Linked DNA regions of Sus scrofa: all the other regions are linked to region 2. The links are chromatin contacts, called in public HiChIP or PLAC-seq maps. All regions are on one chromosome and are shown on one strand. The core of a region is the stretch at or near the end of the contact, and the rest is flanking DNA. Distances in the headings are between cores, read along the strand shown.

What was found. HiChIP or PLAC-seq counts read pairs in DNA pulled down with a chosen protein or histone mark.
Region 1: a contact with region 2 is called in an H3K27ac HiChIP or PLAC-seq map of alveolar macrophages. The contact joins the promoter of PICK1 here to the promoter of SUN2 in region 2. A contact is called at or near these places in 2 of 47 Hi-C or Micro-C datasets (embryonic fibroblasts and psoas muscle) and 2 of 2 datasets of contacts at active chromatin or transcription factors (alveolar macrophages and skeletal muscle).
Region 3: a contact with region 2 is called in an H3K27ac HiChIP or PLAC-seq map of alveolar macrophages. The contact joins the promoter of EIF3L here to the promoter of SUN2 in region 2. A contact is called at or near these places in 1 of 5 promoter capture datasets (liver) and 1 of 2 datasets of contacts at active chromatin or transcription factors (alveolar macrophages).

What each region holds. Positions count from the first base shown.
Region 1 is chr5:9,827,636-9,831,560 of Sscrofa11.1, reverse strand. It overlaps PICK1 (PRKCA-binding protein), which reads left to right and starts at 1,884. Exons shown (of 13, transcript XM_003355340.4): 1 at 1,884-3,925.
Region 2 is chr5:9,271,219-9,274,687 of Sscrofa11.1, reverse strand. SUN2 (SUN domain-containing protein 2) reads right to left here and starts at 1,552. Exons shown (of 18, transcript XM_013988192.2): 1 at 1,195-1,552.
Region 3 is chr5:9,993,744-9,997,600 of Sscrofa11.1, reverse strand. EIF3L (eukaryotic translation initiation factor 3 subunit L) reads left to right here and starts at 1,536. Exons shown (of 13, transcript NM_001244086.1): 1 at 1,536-1,640; 2 at 2,180-2,228; 3 at 3,670-3,857. The coding sequence starts at 1,608.

The DNA of each region.
Region 1 (3,925 bases), core at 635-3,134, 560 kb before region 2:
CGAGAAAGAGAAGGGGAGAGAAAGAGCGAGTGAGCAGAAGTCAGTCCCCCGCAGCCAGCAGCCAGTGTGGCCGTGCTGCCAGGGGTGGGAACAATCAGGCACTGTCCGCCTGCCTCCACCCCCCCCAGGCTCCCACCGGCTTTCATCACTGACCTAACCCGGGGGGCAGAGCACTAGGCGGGGGAGTGGGGGAAGGTCAGGGGTCAGCCCATTACATGCCAAGCAGAGCCAGGAATAGAGCTGCTTTGCGGGTGGCTGGGGGAGTCTGAGAAAGGCCACATCCCACCTCTGGCCAGAGGCGGCTGCCTAGAGGAGGCAGTTGAGACAAGAGGAGAGTGCTGCCCATGTAACGGGGGCTGTGGCTCCATCAAAGCTAGGAAGGGGCTTCTGGAAGGATGCAAATGCCTTGGAGCCATGCTAACACTCCCCCTCTCTCCTCCGCCACACTGCTGCCCTAGTGGGAGAGGCTTCCCTGTGCCCAAGGGGATCTGGCTCCCACCAGACCAGGGCTCCCTTCTGCTTCCCCAGCCTGGCAGCCCCTGCTCCCCATTTCCCCACCTCGCTTAGGACTCGGGGGAGGGGGAGGCAACGCCCCCCACCTCTCTGGCTCCCTCACTCTCTTCTAGTCTCCTGAGCTTTCCAGCGCCAGGATGGTCGACTCTGGCCTCCTGCTTCTGAAATCAGAGGCCTCCACTGACTCTGACCACTGCCTGGTCTCTGGGCTTCTGCTCTCAGAGTCAGTTATTCATTCCCTCATCAGGTTATGTGTTGAAGGTACCATGTGCCAGGCGATGTGCTAGGTATTGGTGATAGAGATTCCACCTGAACAGGCCAGGTTTCTGCTCTCAGGGAACTTGCAGTTTACAGAGACAAGCAAACAAATGTGTAACCGAAACTGTGCCGCGTGTCAGGCTGGAGATGAGCAAATGTCCTGAAATCGACCATCCAAGCACTGTGCTTTAGCTGGCAATCACGGAGGGCTTCCTGGAGAAGGTAACAGGGCAGAAGAGATGTGGATGACGTAAGGGAGTGGGCATACCTGGGGGAAGAATGTTCCAGACAGAGGGAACTACAAGAGCGAAGGCCCTGAGATGGAAAACTTCCAGCCCATTCCAGGAACAGCAAGCCGCCAGAGGCCCTGGAACAGGATGTGAACAGGAGGAAGGGTGGGCCCTGGGCTGGAGGAGCAGCCAGTCCCAGATCTCTGGGTCAGAGAGGAGTTATTCTGCATGTGACAGGAGATGTCGGGTGGCTTTGGGCAGAGAGTGTCACGGTCTGACTTAAATTAAATCCCAGCACTCAGGGGAGTTCCCATTGTGGCGCAGTGGTAACAAGACCAATTGGTATCCATGAGGATTCGGGTTCGATTGCTGGCTCTGCTCAGCTCACGGTGTTGCCGTGGGCTGTGGAACTTCCATATGTAGCTGGTACGATCCTAAAAAGCAAATAAAATTGTAAAAATAAAACCAACACTCAGGCTCTTTTAATACCGATTTTTTCCATGGAGTCTAAGGCTCAGAGAGGTCAAGGTACGTTTCCAGAGTCACACAACTGCCATGAAACCAATGCTCTGTCCAGCTCACCCCCCCAGCTCCCACCTGCCATATCCCTTCCCACTGGGCTCCCCCCGCCTTTTTTTTAGTGCCACACCCTCGGCCTATGGAAGTTTCCAGGCTAGGGGTTGAATCAGAGCTGCAGCTGCCAGCCTATGCCTCAGCCACAGGCACGCGGGATCCAAGCCTTGTCTGTGACCTACACCACAGCTCACTGCAAGTCCAGATCCTTAACCCACTGAGCAAGGCCAGGGATCGAACTCGAGGCCTCATAGATACTAGTCGGGTTCATTACCACTGAGCCATGACAGGAAATCCTGGGCTCCCCTTCTGCTGTGGGGCCTTGCTCAGCGCTCCGAGATGGGAGATATTACCTGGGTGGATGGCTGCCCTTCCCTCTCGTGTGAGCTCTGGCAGGGCAGGACCTTGCTTTTCTTGTTCCCTGACCAGAGAGGCCCAATACCTGTTAGCTGCTAGTATTACTGCTCCTATCTGTTCGCTTTTAGAACCTATGCTTTTAGTCTCCATGCTGCTGACGAATCGAACTGAATTCCACCCACCCACCCCTGGTTCCCTGACTTTCATAGGGGCCTGTGATGCTAGTGGTGAGTCAGTGAGGAGTCAGGCCTTATGCCGGGGCCATGACAGCACTGAGGGATGGGCAGGTCAGGCTCAGCTCTCCATGTACGTAAGCAGCCTCACCCATCACCCACAGACCACAAAGACTTGTGGTTGCTCTAGCCAGCCATGACCTGGGGAGGGGCAGTGACTGATGGGAAGAGAAAGATTGGGGGAGCTCTGGTGCCCCAGTAGGTTTTTCTCCCAATGGCCACTGGATGGCAGCACTTCCCCAGAAATATGGCGTTGTAGGGGGCAAGCTTCTCCTGATGGAATCAGGCTCAGAACCTGAGGGTTGGAATCTTGAAGGAGACCTAGGCCCAGAAAGGGGTTGGGACTTGGCCTGGGCTCACACAGCCTTCAGTGGCCAGGCTGAGCCAGAGGTCATCTGCCTGCCTGGATGGACTCTGGAGCAGTAGGAGATGGGGGTGGGGGATGCAATTCTCCCTGTGGACTGGTTAGGACTTGGTGGTGGCCTTTCACCGCCCTCACTGTCTGTCTCCTGCCACACTGTGATTCTCTGTGGAGAGGGGACTATGCCTTGTATGCACCATCGCCTACACCAGCTATATCCCCTGCCTGGGTCACCATGCCCCTCTTCTAGGCCGGAGACCCACCAGCACCTCCTTCAGGACCCAGCTGAGATGTTGCTTCCTCCAGGAAGCCTTCCCTGGCCTTTGGTCTGGGCAGAAGCCCCTCCTCGGGGCTCACAAAACATGCTGGTTTCCTCCTGGATGGTGAGGCCCCCGGGGCAGGGATGGTTGGTGTAGCCGAACAGGCCCACCCTGAGGATGCTCAGATACTGTACCTTCCGAGCCTGCGACGCAGTGGTCCTCAAACTGCAGGAGGCCCTGAAGTCACCCACAGAGCTTCGGGGAAATGCAGCCTCCAAGATCTCCCCTTCCCGGACTCTGACCGATAGGTCTGAGACAGAGCCAGGAGCCTGCGTGTGAGGTACTTCCCAGGCGAGTCGGATGCAGGGGCCGAAGCAGCCTAAGGCCTTTGAAGTGTGCCACTGGCCCTGCCCTCTGAATTGGCCAAATGGTTATAGTGAGAAGTGACAACAGAAACCTCTGATGTCTCTGCCAAGTGAATCACTCTCAAGCCACTTTCACCCTCGTTTCTCTCTTTTATCTTCATCGTTACAGCTTCTATCTTGGGAGGGATCACCATGCCTGGTCCACAGCCACCAACCTCGGAGGCAAAGGCTGATGTGCCCAAGAACCCCCCCAGCTCTGAAACAGCAGAGCTTGGGTTTGAGCTGGGGCCATCCTGTGTTTAACAGTCTGTGTTAAAGCCTCTAGGTTTGGAGATCACTGTTTGTTGAAAAAGCAAATTTCAAATTCAGGACCTAAACGCGTCTGGTGATTCCAGCCTAGTGGAGGAAAGCTGGGCCACGGCCACTGTTCAGGTCCCCACCCTCAGCAGCTCTTTCCGTCTCTTCCCATCCTAGTTCCCTCCTCCGGGGCCCAGAACATCTCATCCTGTACAAAAACCACAGCTATTATTATGGCACTTCAGCCACAGCCAGGTCCTGTGCCAGGCTCTGTGGCAGATATAGAAAAGGACAAGACCTGCCCCCAGGGGCTTCCAGTCCAGCTGGAAAGACAAGTGCTTAGTGGTGGTAGAACGATGCACTCGAACTTTCGTTCCCTTCAAATGAATTCATGGTCCCAACCCAACCCCCTGAATTGTCTGGAACAGGTTGCCATGCTGTGTGGGCTGACCCAGGAGAACCGTCCACTGACAAACAT
Region 2 (3,469 bases), core at 303-2,802:
GCGCGCGTGCGCACACACACACACACACACACACACACACACACACAAAAGATCTCAAGCTGCTGCTGGCAAGAATACAAATAAATATTCAGGCGGAGGTGTGGTGGGCGGGGGAGTTGAAAACCCTCAGCAGACAGGACCCGCCTCCACCCTAGCGAAGGGGCCTTTTTGTCTCCCCCGGAGGGTTCTGCTGTCACAAAACAGTTTACCACCGAGTCTGGGTTTCACAAGAGTGAAAAGGTCAAGGCTCCATCCTCCAAAAGAAAACAAAACAAGAAGTGAGCCTCTAGGAGCTCAATATTTTGCATAACAGAACGGACACCCCCTCCACACATGATCAGTTAAGAAACCCTCACATAAAACATCCCTCTTCACTTCTGAGCTGAACCACATCCTTTTCTCAGCGCCGCCTTTCCTTGGCCCCATCGCAAACTCATACCGCAGTATCCATCCAGTCTTCAGGCTTAACCTAGATCTTGGGCATCCTCCGCGGGACGTTTTCACACTCGTGGGACCTGTAAAACGCTCCAGGTGCTAACTCCCTTCTCCCTTCCTTCCCTACTGGCTGACCCTGCGGAGGTTTGTTTTTCGGGTTTTTTTTAACCAAGCGCGCGCCTGCCCTGCCTCTCTGCTCTAAGTCACACTCCCGCCCCCTTTTTGTTTGGTTTTTTTTTTTTTTTTTTTTTTTTTTTTTAAGAACTAAGCAAAATGGGCCTTCCTCCTATTCCCAGAGTTCTGACAGGCGGCGGCAGAAGCAGAGAACTGCTGGTCCCTGGAAACTGCCTGACTAGCAAGAAAACGCAGGCACTGCCCTGGGCCGGTTTGGGGCAGCCTCCTCCCGGGGAGGTGCCGCCCGGGGGAGTCCCGCCTGGAAGACGTCCGCCCTCCGGACTGACCAGTGGGGCGGCCAGTCTCGGGGGCGGGGGCCGGGCGGCGGAGATGAGTCAGAGCAGCCTTGGCACAGCGCTGGCCCTTCCCGACCGGCCCAGGGGCGTGCGCCGGGCGGGGCTGGAGCCTGGCCCAGCTTGGCCTGGAGAGGAAGAACCAGGCCTGGGCAGCTCGGCACTGGCCGGCGCGGTCCGATGATGACCCCGGGGTCAGGCCGGGCCCGGGCCGCGCGAGGAGGCGGCCGAGGCTGGCCTACCGCCCTCGCCCCGCGCGTCCGCCCGCCAGAGGCCCACGGCCGGCTGTTACCTGCTGCCGCCGCTGCTCGGTGCACAGCCGGGGGCGTCCGAGGCCCGCCGCGCCTCCCGGGCGCGCCCCCTTACTGCGTTGGGATCCGGGGAGCGGCGGTCGGCGCCCGAGCCCGGGGCGCGCGGTGAGGAGCCTCGGGGCGGGACGAGGTGAGCGAACGGACAATGCGGCCCGCGCAGAACCGCGCTGCGCGAGTGGGACCCGGCGGCGCGCGCGTGGCCGAGTGTGTATATGTGCGCCTGTCGGTCAACGCTGACAGTCCGCAGCTCATTGGCCAGGCCCCTCTCGCGTCACCGCCCATTGCCGACGCCCATTGGGCGGTTTGAACACAAAGGCCCCGGCTCGCCCCGCCCGTCGCGTGGGCCCCGCGGGCGGGGCGCGGCCAAACAGGAGTCCGCGCATGGGAGGCGCGGCCCGGGGGCAGCACCTGGCAGCTGGCGATATCCCGCCTGACCGCGCACTTGACTCCGGGTCTGGTGACTCCAAACACCTGAGCCCTCTCCTAACACCGCGTGGTGCGCCTCACCCCACCCAGCTTGCCTCAGGCCGACTTAACAGAGCCCGGGTGCCAGGACCTCAAAGGCATTAAGTGGTTGGGGGCACACCCTTGCTGAAAATGGCTCGAGAAAGGGGGGAGCAGGGGAGATTGACGACCCCTGGCCTAGGGCCCACCTGGAAGGGTAGCGCGTAGCGAGCCCTTAGGGGACCCGCAAACAATTGTTGGAGGCACGTGCGTAATTATTCTTAGATATTTCTACACGTTTTTTGCAGATCAGGAAACAGGTTTATAGGGTTTTTAAATGATTCGTTTAAAGGCACACAGTTGAAAGAGGCAAATTTGAGATTAGAGGATTCTCTCTATATCCAAGCCCATGGGTTTTGTTGGTTTTTTTGTTGTTTATTTTTTTTCCATTTTAGAGTTGATTTGGAAAATCCAGATTTGGGAGGAGGCTCTGCCACTTCTCATTCTGCCCTCAGAGACCCCCAAATTTCACACAGAAGCTTTTCTCCATATTAAGGAAGATTCTTGCCACAGTTGGTGCTGAGAAGGAAAGCTGGCTCCCTTTTCCTCTGCCTTAATCTGCAGGTAGAATAAGCACTTGACAGACCCTGACAGAATCAAGTGCTGCCCAACTCCAAGGGTCCTGTGCGTGGGCTCCCCACTGGCCCACTCTGCTGATGGCAGAAAGTGCCTGGCTAGGGAGGAGTCACTTCCTGGGCAAGCTCCTCTAAGGGACGCTGCGACAGTGCCATTATTTCACTTTTAAAGCACCAAGAGGAAGAGGCTAGAAATGACAAAATCACTGAGCTGTGACAGGAAGGCACTGGGGGTGGGGACTGAGGAAATGTGAAGCCCTTGTGCTAAACTGACTCCAGACAGAAACAACCCCCCCCACTCCGCCAGCCTCCATTGCCCCACCCGGAAAAGAGGGGCCTCCCCTGCACTTACAGCTAATTGTAGCCAACAGTGCTTGCTTCTGGGCTTAGATGTGGCTCTCCCCAAGGGCAAGAGCTGGCTCCCCAGGACCCTTCACAGGGCTTTCCTCATCGGAGTATCTGCTGAACGTGGCATGAGCGAAATAGTTCAAATCAGACTTAGAGTCAGCATCCAGGTAGGGGAGGGGCCTCCTCTTGACACCTTCTCCTCCCCAGGGCACTTAGCTCCCCAGTTCTGTTCTTGCCAATAGCAATAGAGGCTCCATAGCCTGCCACCTCACTCTCTCCAAGGGTCCTGGCAAGGGCCCCTTCCCAGCATGTGCTGGTTTGGAAAGCAAGAGGCCATCGGCCTTCCACGGGTCTCAGGCAAGGACCATGCCTAACAGGCTGGCTGGAGGCAGCTCTCAATTAAGCTCTGTTGCCTCCATGGGGCTGTAGTAGGTGAATAATGGGCCCCAATGATATGAGGTCTAATCCCTGGAACCTGTGAATGTCACTGTACGTGGGAAGTGTTTGCAGGTGCCATTAAATGAAGGCTTTTGAGGTGGGGAGATTATCCTGGAGCATCAGGGTAGGCCCTAAATGTAGTCACCAGTGTCCTTTTAAAAGACAGTCAGCGGAGAGGGTGATGTGGCCACAGGACAGGGCATGCCGGCAGCCACGAGAAGCTGGGAGAAGCCAGGAACAGATTCTTTCCAGGAGCCTCCAGAGGGAGCAAGTCCCTTGCGGACACCTTGATTTCAGTCCATTGATTTTGGTTTTGGACTTCTGGTCTTCTCAACTGTGAGAGAATACATTTCTGTTGTTTCAAGTCGCCAAATTTGTAGTGATTTGTTAT
Region 3 (3,857 bases), core at 287-2,786, 720 kb before region 2:
TTCTTTACTTTTAACAGCTGAGTAATATTCCATTGTGTATATGTACCACGTCTTCTTTATCCACTCCTCTGTCCATGGATATTTAGGCTGCTTCCATGTCTTGGCTATGGTATATAGTGCTGCAGTGAACATTGGAGTTCATGTATCTTTTCAAGTCATGGTTTTCTCTGGATAGATGCCCAGGAGTGGATTGCTGGATCAAATGGTAATTCTATATTTAGCTTTCTGAGGAATCTTCATACTGTTTTCCACAGTGGTTGCACCAATTTATATTCCCACAAAATTTTATTATTGATAATTTGGAAAAATTCCTCCTGACTTCACAATTCTTTTTTTAGTAATGCCATGAACATTTTGAGAGTTGTCAAAGTTGAGGGCAACCAGTATCAAACTTTTTTCCTATATTAACTGTAAGTTTTCAGTTAATTTCAACCTTTCTAGTGCCCTGATTAACCTTAAATACATATTTCATTGAAGACACCCATTGATCCACAGCCCGTGGTAGCTGTATCTTATACACTGAAGGCAGTAACTATTCCCAGAAGAGTATCACATAAGCATATCTTACTAAACTCAAATGTTCCCAGTAGGAATGTCTCTGAAATCCCAAACGCCACTAGACACAGGGGTTAAGTGTGACAGGAGAAATTGAAATAGAAAACGGTTCTAAGGAATTGCAGTAGAAATATTACTTTTGCAAATTTCACAAAAACCCTGTAACTATATTAGCACTCTCCTTGAGCCAACGAAGAGTCCCGGGGACTCCATGAGCCTTTTAGCTTAGTCCTACGATGGTATCACCGCTCGGTTTACAGACAAAGGAGTAAACTCAAAGCAAAAATGCGACATGAGAAGCTGGGGCCAGGCATTGCCATTCTAAATGGCTAACCTAAGGCTCTGGACCCACATATTGGCTTGTATCGCTTTGTTTTACAACCCGGTCCCTAACTCTAGGTCATCCCCAGGAGTCCAACTCCACCCACAGCGTGAGAGTTCATGCTGTAAGCGTGGGTAGGTCCCACGACAACGGCCTCACACCGCAGCTGGCTTCACCTTTGCCTGTTGCAACCTTAATGTCCAAAGTTGGGAAGCGCCTTTTCTCAACGCCCTCTCAACGCCCAAGTCTCAACTTTTACATCCAGTAACTTTATATTGTTGAGGTCGAAACGTTTGAAGACATTTTTCGCTACAGGCAACTCGCTTAACACCTAAATCCACATTCAGCCCCCCCCCACCCCATGTCGGAATTTCCCTTCACGCGAGAGGTCCGCCCGCGGGAGCTGTCAGCCATCTTTTGTGTGGCATCATTTTGTAGCTTCTCTTACTTTGCCCAACCTTTATTACGCTGAAATATTTCATGTCCTTATTTCTGAATGTTTTCAAGTACTATTGAGTCATCTTCTTTGTAGAGTCTCTATTTGAAGATAGAGGAATAATGTGTTTAATCTCATTCGCCCTTCCCAGCATGGCTGCCTCAGGTTGCCGAAGGCCCCGGAAGAGCTTCTGGTTTCCCAGCCAACTCGAGATGGGCTGGACTTCCGGCGTCCAGACGCAGGCGAGGTGCGCTTTTTCCGCTCTTTCCTCCTGGGCCTCGGAGCGCCGCAGCCATGTCTTATCCCGCTGATGATTATGAGTCGGAGGTAAGCTGCCCCTAGGCGTGTTCTGGGCGCCGCAACATGGACAGGGCTCTTTGGGTGTTGGGCCCCGCGGGGGGACAGTGTCTGGGTCTCTAGGAGCCCCCGTGGGCCGCGACCAGCCCCAGCCGGCCTCTCTGCCAGCACTGCTCTCACTGCTGCCACCCTACCCTCCCGGCTCCTCATCAGCCTGGTCTCAGCCCGCCCACCTCGCGTGTCTCGTTTTCTTTTCCTTTTCTTTCCGAAGCCCAAGAACGGAGGCTGGTCATAGGGTTCTGTGTTTCTGTAATTGAACTCTGATTTCTTAGGCCCTGGCCTTAGTCCTGCCAAACCTCGTCGATTCCCACAGCTTCTGTGCTTTGCTGTATCTCATTGCAGCTGCAACGCGGTATTGTCGTTGTCTGTTTATTCTCCCTTTTCTCATAGGGATGTGAGTTCCTCCAAGGCAGGGACTGCGTCTTACCCCCTTTGTATCCTTAGAACCCAGGAGGAGCATTTTGGATTCACGAATTGGTGACGGTCTTGTTTGTCTCTTTCGTTAACAGACTGCTTATGATCCCTATGCTTACCCGGGCGACTATGATATGCACACAGGTGAGTCTACAGTTTGTCTGGCTAGCTGGGTACTTCTAGGGATTGGCACCCTTTTGAATGTCTCAGAACAGCTTTGCCGGGCACCTGTTTAAGACTACGTCTTGATAGTCCAGGTTTGGAGTCAAGTTACTAACTCTCAAAGGGAGGGTGGTATATAGCCTATTAAACCAGGCCTTTTTCATGGTCCATCTCAAAGTCTCAGAAGGGAAGGATTACTGTCTCAGCTGTTTAAACTATTAGCTGAAGAAAAAAGCCTTTTGGGGGGGGGGCTGCCCCTGTGGCACGTGGGGATTACTGGGCCAGAAACTGAACCCTCACCACAGCATCGACCTGAGCTACTGCAGTGACAACATCAGATCCTTAATCCACTGCACCGCAGGGAAATTCCAGAAGAAGACATCTTGTGAAAAGTTAAAAGTGATTCAAACCAAGTCCAGATGAAACCTTTTTGGAAGGTTTTTGAGGTTTCCTGGGTTGTTACGATGACTTGGTTTGACTTAGCCCTTTGTACGTGCCGTGTGTTGTCCTGGATACTTTGTGTGAAGTATTTCATTTAGTCCTTACAGCAGTTCTATAAATACATAAATTAATGTTTCCATTTTCTAGGTGAAAAAACAGCACAGAGAAATTTAGTTACTTGCATCAAGTCATATATGTAGAAAACAGCAGTCATTCGCTCAAAAAAATCAAGTGCCTACTACTAAATTCCTTCTTTTCACAGTTTTCCCCCTACCTCCCACACGCACGGAGAACTCTTTCTCGTCTAGAGGCACCTGTCTCATACACCTGGGTACAAGACAGACAAGGTTCTTGCTCCTATAGGGTTGAGGTTCTAGTGGGGGAAACAATAAGTAAATAAGTAACTTTAGGTAGCAGGAAAGGTTCTGAAGAAACAGGCCAGGGAGTTCCCGTTGTGGCGCAGTGGTTAGCGAATCCGACTAGGAACCATGAGGTTGCGGGTTTGATCCCTGCCCTTGCTCAGTGGGTTAACGATCCGGCTTTGCCATGAGCTGTGGTGTAGGTCGCAGACGCAGCTCGGATCCCGCATTGCTGTGGCTCTGGGTAGACTGGCGGCTATAGCTCCAATTCGACCCCTAGCCTGGGAACCTCCATATGCCATGGGAGCGGCCCAAGAAACGGCAAAAAGACAAAACAAAACAAAATGAAAGAAACAGGCCAGTGGCGATTGAGAGTGACATAAAGAGAATTTATATTTCTGGGTGTTTAAAAGGGAATGGGAGTTCCCTTGTGGCTCAGCGGGTTAAGGATCTGATGCCACTGCTGTGGCTCTGGTCACTGGATTGCTGTGGGAACTTCTGCATGCCTCCCCCCCTCCCCACAAAAGGAATAATACCCAATTGTATAGACTTTAGTTTAGGGGGTGGGAGGCCTTGCCCTTTTGTTACACATGTGGATTTGAGATGTCATATCCCACCTCTAGGCGATCCGAAGCAGGATCTGGCTTATGAACGTCAGTATGAGCAGCAGACCTATCAGGTGATTCCCGAGGTGATCAAAAACTTCATCCAGTATTTCCACAAAACTGTGTCGGACTTGATTGACCAGAAGGTGTATGAACTACAGGCCAGTCGCGTGTCCAGCGATGTCATTGACCAAAAGGTGTATGAG